Regions from separate parts of the Zea mays genome. Here region 1 is linked to region 2. The links are chromatin contacts, called in public Hi-C maps. All regions are on one chromosome and are shown on one strand. The core of a region is the stretch at or near the end of the contact, and the rest is flanking DNA. Distances in the headings are between cores, read along the strand shown. Region 1 holds the start of LOC100272898 (fiber protein Fb2). Region 2 holds the start of LOC100273032 (26S protease regulatory subunit 8 homolog B).

Evidence for each region. A called contact is a pair of places that touch in the nucleus more often than the background predicts.
Region 1: a Hi-C map of leaf shows a contact between it and region 2, with 5 times the contacts expected there. The contact joins the promoter of LOC100272898 here to the promoter of LOC100273032 in region 2. A contact is called at or near these places in 2 of 25 Hi-C or Micro-C datasets (leaf and tassel).

Annotation. Positions count from the first base shown.
Region 1 is chr5:161,974,935-161,979,003 of Zm-B73-REFERENCE-NAM-5.0, reverse strand. It overlaps LOC100272898 (fiber protein Fb2), which reads right to left and starts at 2,024. Exons shown (of 5, transcript NM_001147351.1): 1 at 1,835-2,024; 2 at 820-959. The coding sequence starts at 1,934.
Region 2 is chr5:161,789,140-161,793,077 of Zm-B73-REFERENCE-NAM-5.0, reverse strand. LOC100273032 (26S protease regulatory subunit 8 homolog B) reads right to left here and starts at 1,880. Exons shown (of 9, transcript NM_001147481.1): 1 at 1,564-1,880; 2 at 633-730. The coding sequence starts at 1,774.

The DNA of each region.
Region 1 (4,069 bases), core at 775-3,274, 190 kb before region 2:
AGCTTGTACCACATACAGGTAGGTACTTGTATAGATGAGTTCTTGGTCCTTGCTAAAGGCCATCCAGAAACCTGTTGGTAATCACCATATGTTGCCTACCAACAATGAACATGGTCCATGCAGTATAGTTCCTAGTTCCTACAAGCAACAGAATGATGTTTTTTCTAATAGTACTGTCTAATACTATTGTAGATCTTGAACTAGAACATAGTGACTATGTTTTGAAGCTTGACATCATGTCAAGTAACCTTCAACTTCTTAGTACAATGGCACAGGGGCAGTCTTTCCCTGCCAAGTAATCTAGATGAGCTAGCATGAGGTATTTTACATGGACATCTAGTCAATCAAGTTTGTGGATAGATGAGCATATACCGGTTGAATAAACTTGCAAGTCATGTCAAAACCATGATTATTCCATCCCTATAGTTTTATCATCGAAGAATGACAAGTATTATTTGAAAAAAAAAACTATCATTCTTCTCTCTAATATATAAAGATGTGCAGCTCTCATGCGTGTTCGAGAAAAAAAAAACTATCATTCTGATCTGAACACTTGCTAATATATATCTTGTATAGAAAATATTAAAAGGAATTAGGCAATTAGCTACAGTGGCCAATAAAATGTGATGTCTAACAACAATTTGTGGGAAAATATCATACAAATACTCAGCACAAAGAACTGGTCGCTATAGAGGACTGAGGACCAGTTATAGTACTTAGTTCTTACATCTCAAACAGAATTTAACTGGTATGGATTTGGTTTGCCTTCAATCTGCAATATCCTGTAAATATTGCACAATTAGAAGGAGCTGAACTCACCACAATTTTAGACTCGAAAGGGTGCTCGTCCTCCAAATGGGCGCAGAGAGAAGCAACATCATGATCTTCATAACAGTAAGGGCATGGGAAGTCTGAGTGCAAATCATCCTCAGGTTCGATATCATCATACCCAAATCGATCTGTAATTGTGTTTATTTGCGACATAAACAAATTATTTTTTATAGAAATGGATTCATTTCGATCTGCATGCAATAAGGGAAATGAATTGAACAGCAAGTACAATAAGAAAAATATATACTCCCTCCGTTCTTTTTTATTTGTCGTGTTTTAGTTCGAAAATGAACTAGCGGGCGACAAATATTCGAGATTCGAGAACGGAGGTAGTAACATATAACATCGCTGATAGCACCTTTCATCTCAAATGAATGGGCATATCTGAAATATCAAAAGGAAAACCATATCGCAAAGCAAAACCTGCAGCATCATTTAAGAAATAAAATTCTAGACCAATAGTTTTGGACAAGTGTCTTGTGTATAAGTGGCATGGATAGGTTACCACAAAATACTCTATAGAAATATTTGTCGATTTCCAATAATGTGATTGATCTCAGGATTATTTAACATGAGAAAAACTGCACATTTCAGATATTGTATTCAAAAGAATATAACATTTGATACTTGCATAATCTATTAAAATCATGACAACATAATTTGTTCATATGCTGTAGAAGTCCCGCTATGTCTAAAATTTCCCTCCGTTTTATATGGTCCTACGCCAGCAAATAAATGGAGAAAGTAAGATGCAGTCCTGCTGCAAAATCAAACCTACTTTAGGTGTTCACCTGACACCTAGTGAATCCAACAAAAATCGCGGAAAATACTAGAAATTAGCGGCGAGCTCCAATCGCGTCAAGTGGGGAATGGAGATCAAAGAAAGAAGCGTCGCCACGATGCAGCCCAATCCCAGGACAAATTTTTCCCCGCTGGAACAGTCACCAGCTGAAGAAATGCGGCATTTCTCTGCTCTGGATGAAGAAACGACGACGAAAGATACCGTGATGGGATGCCGGGGCGGCGTGCTGGCGCTGCGCGCGCTGCAGCGCAAACTGCCGCTTGGCGGCCGTGAGACGCGAGATCCAGAGGTCGGAATCCATGGTGGCTGCAGGCTTTCCTCTCCTGGCCTCTCCCTCTTCCCCCTCCGCACGGTAGATGCCAGGCACCACCAACCGAAAAGCGGATTAAAAATATTTCGTTTCTATTCGATGGTGACTTGTGTTGTTTTCTATTTAGGGAGGTGTTATTTCTCCTGCACCGCAAACCTGACGGTGGTTGGAGCCAGAGTATTTGTCACTTTGTTTGGTTTCTGGTAGAGCATGAGCATCTACAATAGTCGCTGAAAACAAAACTAGTTAATAAAATTTTCAAGTTGAAAAAAAGAGTAGAAGGCCTATTTGTTTGTTTGTTTTTATTTTCAATATATCGCACATAAACAATTTTGTATCAAGAATTCTAAAGTATTTTTACAACCATTTTTATACAGTACTGTTTTATCTCTTATACTTTTGTATCGAAAAACATATCTCTTTTCCCTAGGTCATTTACATACAGTTGAATTGTTTATTTTTCAAGTGCCAAAAATTGAAGTTGCGAGTCTAGATGACCAAGATCAACTGGTCAATATATTTACCAAGCCACTAGATAAAGAAATATTTTACATGCTAAGAAATGAAGTAAATATTTTTTATGATTCGAACGCGAGTTAAAAAACATCAATTATGACTAGTGTTTCCTCTAACCAAAGCAAAGGTAAAATAGGTTGTGCCTTTCATACCTTACCAGATATGGCTAGTGCATATAGACATGAATTAGGACATTCATTGAAAACTAAAAAGTTTGAATTCATATTGCTTATATGTTTTATTACTTCTAGTGGTCTCATATGGCTTAATTCACGAGAACGCGGACCCATGTGTTTGAATTGTGTTGATGGGATGCACAAATAATAAATCCAACATCAACAAGATAATCACTCAAAATATGTGAAGAAGCTTCAAGAGGATTCAAATCGAGTTTAAAACTTATCCAAATAAATTAGTCCAAGATATCTCTACTACTTATTAAGGCTGCAATAGTAGTCTCCTCGCGCACAGTCCATTCACATGTTCTGTCATCATTCTATCTATCATTATCATTTTCCCTCCCCGCAAAACCCATTCCCATTCATATTCCCCCCCCCCCCGTACAGCCGACGCCTAGCTAAAATTAAAAAAATTCACATGGCACCAAGGGAATTCAAACCCACAACCTCTTAAGCAAATGCTAGCAGTAGCTACCACTACACCACATGTGTGTTTATTTCTATATCTATAACAGAAAACACATCTACTATATCTCTCCCCAAGCCCACCTGCTACCCTTGTACAATGCGTAGTAGTAGATAAGTATCACCGAGATTCTTGAATTATATTTTTGATGGAGGGAGTAGTATTTAAAGAAGAGCCTTGCATGCAATTTCTTTTGTTTGAATAATGTTTTCAAATTAAATTTCTTTTTTGCATGCGTGACATTTATTCTTCATAATATTTTTTCCATGGATCTGACTTGTGAGTCATTTGTATAAACCAACGCCAAACATGAATCCATGTTTCTTCTTGAAAACCCCGAACAAATACCATTAGCAGGAGGCACTCGCGTTGGGGTCGCTCATCGACGATAAGAAGAAACTTAGCGACTGCCAGTTCGACCTCTAGAAACAGTCCTACGTGGCCGCATGTGCCGCTATGTACGACAAGCTCCGGCGCAGCCGCCGCTTACGCGGTGCAGAGCGGCCGCTCCGCGCTGTCCATCGTCAAGCAGGGGGACCGCATGGTCGTCGCCAATGTCGGCGACTCTCGGGTTGTTCTGGGCACCGCATTCGACGACGACGACACGTCGTCCAGCTCATCGTCCACCTAAAGCCCAACCTGCCACGTAAGTCGCTACTGACTGGCCATAAATTCTTGTGCGCTGAGACGATGGCCGTTCCTGACGTTGTATGAGTGTCCTCGAACACGATGTATGTAGAGGAGTAGCGCATCCGGTGGTGCAACGGCTAGGGGTACTACCTTGCTGATGAGCCCGAGGTGCACTTTATTTTACATCCCAACCAAGAGTCATCAGTACTCGGTTTGTCGCTGTCGGCGTTTCGACCCCGGGGGGTCCCTGGACCGACGAGTAAATTGTCGCTGCGTGTCCCAGCCCAGATGGGTCGGCGCGAGACGGAACACAAGGGGGAAAAAAGGGAACCGCA
Region 2 (3,938 bases), core at 631-3,130:
TAGAAATCTACAAAAGGGGCCCAAATCATCTTCAAACTCTAGAACCCTCTTTGATCTCTTCCATGTTAGGGGCTCCACTACTGCGGAGGGGTAAGGGGGCTTAAGTCCCACCCACCCCACCACCAGATCCGCACCTGTTGGTCAGTAGGCATACCGACAATGTGACAGACTGACAACCAAGATTTTAAAATGCGAAGGTTGATGCTAATTTGTACAAGGCACCTAAGATACTTGTATTACCATGGCCAGATAATTATTTTACTTGTTTGGTTGTTTTAGATATGGTGGGAACATGGATCTATATAATGCATTCCAGTGCTGAATATTTGTTCTTTATAAGCATAGTTCCAGGGATCATAATGCAGTCAAGGATGAATATTTGTTCTTTGTAAAGATACAAAAGTCACAATTTGCACAGCTGAACTTATCTTTAAACAAAGACATGTTCCCATAAGCTCATTTATAGGTGCTAAATGGAGGCAGCAGAGTACTCTTCTAGCATGTAAGCCTAAATGAGAGAGAACTGGTAAAATCTTATTCAAGCTTTGTTTTATATAACAAGAAGAATAAATACTTTTAAGCATTAAATGATATCCATATGATGTCCTGACTGTGGAGTAGGAAAAAATTACCTTCACCAGAACCTTTGATTTCCCCATGACCTTCACCACCTCACCAACATATGAGCCAGGCTCTTGAAGCAACTGCAACTCTTCCCTGAGCATTCTAACTGAAATTAAAATTGCAAGGCCAAACTTAGAGTATGGTAATCAGAAAACAATAGATGTAGAAGGATGTGCTGCTCATGAAACAGAGACAGCAGAAATTTAATAAATCCTAAACAAAAGCATCATGGTGAAATCATGCGAGTGAATATTACTCCACTAGGTAGGTAATGGGGGCGCAGGGTGTTCATCAAGATAATTTCACATTACAAGTGTTCAACTAGAGGCAAATTTAGTCACACAATAGGCAGCCACAATACCAAAATCATGTCAATGAAATGCAGGCAATGAATAATAGTGGATAACCTCAGGAATACAGAAACCTGCTTGAAATATTGTCCTAACAACCCCACAAGAATGTAGTAGAGCAAAATTGAAAGATGACATATGCAAACACAGGCAAGCAACAGATAGCCTGCACAACTTACGTATAATTCACTCCCAAAATCAAGATCCAAACACAGCAAAACAACAGTTACCACTGCGACAATACCATGCACAATTCAAACTGAACAGTCCAAGTCCAAGTCAGCCTGCTGCTCAAGTAGCTAAACATCTAAAGCTTATTCATTTGGAGATATTCTTCAGTCGATCTAACACACTGATCAGTAGTTAACTGGACATCTTCATCAGATCAGATAATTTGGTAAGACACTTCAGCTTGAGGTAACCATGCATCGAAACCCAACACTGTAGACAACTGAAGTCCGGGCCTTTGGCCATGATTAACACCCAGCTAAAGGTAGGGTTTCCACCAAAGGGTTCACCACACCAAACCGCGGTGCGGGAGGGGCACATCGATTCAAGGGTTTGGGGCGTAATCGAGAAGAAATGCTACCTCGGGAGTTGAGGTCATTGCGCTGGGCCTCGAGACGGTTGAGGTTGTGGGTCTTCTGCCGGATCTGGAGCTGCAGGTCGTGGATGTGCTGCAGGTAGTACTGCCGCAGCCCCTCGCCCCCTCCGCCGCTCCTCCCCTTGGCCGCCGCCGCGGCCTCGTCGCCGGACGCCACTGGAGTGGGCTTCGAGATGTCCATCGCCACCGTCGCCATCGCCGATTAGGGTAGGTCGGTCGGGGTGGGGATCCTTCTTGCGTTCCAAGAAAGGTTTCGGTCGGAAGCAGTAGTAATGCTCTTGCTTGTTGGCTTGGGTCTGGCGGTCAGGGCGGCTTGGTTTCCGCCCCTTTGGGTAGGGTGTTTGTTAAACCGTGTTCAGCAGATTAACCTGTTGGCTACGGCTTTAATCCACCAACTTCTAATTTTTCTACGTTATTTTGTTCTAATTATAGCTGTAGCAGTCTGAATAACTTTAATCTAGTTGCAGCGAATAGAACTACTCTAACAGACTATATAGTTATCTAAAACACTCGTACTATAGATTATATTGTTCTCAAAGTATAGTTTAAATATAGATATGGGGATGAATAATCTTCTAGACAGTCTTACAAATGTTTCTAAAATATTTGAAATTGATTTAATATTTTAACATATACATAGAATTTAAGCTAGTTTTTAACCATATTATTAAGAAATATTATGAAATACAAAATAAAATTTTCTCCGTACAACAAAAAACGAAAAAACATTCGAATTTGTATCTGAATTTTATATCAATTATTTAAAATGGTATAGAAGGAATTTAAGGTTTACTTTCTATGAATATTAATAGACCTAATGCTAAAAACAAGAGTGTAAATTTACATAGCAAATTCTATATGTTATTTGTTCACAACTAAAGAAATAATACAAAAATTAAACATCCGAATAAGTATCTAGATCTAACCCTAGTGTTTGTTTCCTGACTAAAATATCGTATTAAATGTTTGAATATCAAATATGAGTACTAAATATTAGTTTAATCAGATTTGGGTGTTTGGTTATTTTAAAGAACTATTTTAGTCACCTCGTTTGGTAATTTAGTGAGTAAATTTAAGTTTAGGACGTGGAAACCAAACACCCCCTAAAATACGAAACCAAATTATAAGGGGTGTGAATGTCGCCTAGAGGGGGGTGAATAGGCAAATCTGAAATTTATAAACTTTATGTACCACTACAAGCCGGGGTTAGCGTTAGAAATAAAAGCGAGTCCGAAAGAGAGGGTGAAAACAAATCACAAGCAAATGAAGAGTGTGACACGATGATTTGTTTTACTGAGGTTCGGTTCTTGCAAATCTACTCCCCGTTAAGGTGGTTACAAAGACCGGGTCTCTTTCAACCATTTCCCTCTCTCAAACGGTCACCTAGACCGAATGAGCTTTTCTCCTCAATCAATTGGGACACTTAGTCCCTACAAGGACCACCACACAATTGGTGTCTCTTGCTTTGATTACAAATGTCTTGGGAACCAGAATGGAAAGAAGAAAAGCGATCCAAGCGCAAGAGCTCAAAGAACACGGGCAAAACTCTCTCTTCTAGTCACTAATTGCTTTGAGTGGAATTGGGACTTGGAGAGGCTTTGATTCAATCTAATTGTGTCTTGTATTGAATGCACTAGCTCTTGTATTGAATGTGTTGGCTGAAAAACTTGGATGCCTTGAAGTGTGGTGGTTGGGGGTATTTATAGCCCCAACCATCAAAATAGCCGTTGGGAGGGGCTGCTGTCGATGGGCGCACCGGATAGTCCGGTGCGCCACCGGACAGTCCGGTGCGCCAGCCACGTCACCCAACCGTTAGGGTTCGACCGTTGGAGCTCTGACAGGTGGGGTCATCGGACAGTCAGGTGGTGCACCGGACAGTCACTGTTCACTGTCTGGTGCGCCTTCTGGCGCTGCTCTTACTCTGCGCGCTCTATCCGTGCACTGTAGCGTTGTCAGCCGACCGTTGAACTCGACCGTTGCGCTGGCGACCGTTGCTCCGCTTGGCACACCTGACAGTCCGGTGCTACACCGGACAGTCCGGTGAATTATAGCGGAGTGGCATTTCCTTTCAATCTCCCCCTTTTTGGTGATTGATGCCAACACAAACCAAAGCAAATATATATGTCCAGAATTGAACTAGTTTGCATAAGGTAAGTGCAAAGGTTGCTTGGAATTAAACCAATTTACTTTTTCATAAGATATGAATGGATTGCTTTCTTCATTTTAACATTTTGGACCACGCTTGCACCACTAGTTTTGTTTTTGTAAATTCTTTGTAAATTTCTTTTCAAAAACATTTTTGTAAATAGTCAAAGATATATGAATAAGATTGAAGGAAGCATTTTCAAGATTTGAAATTT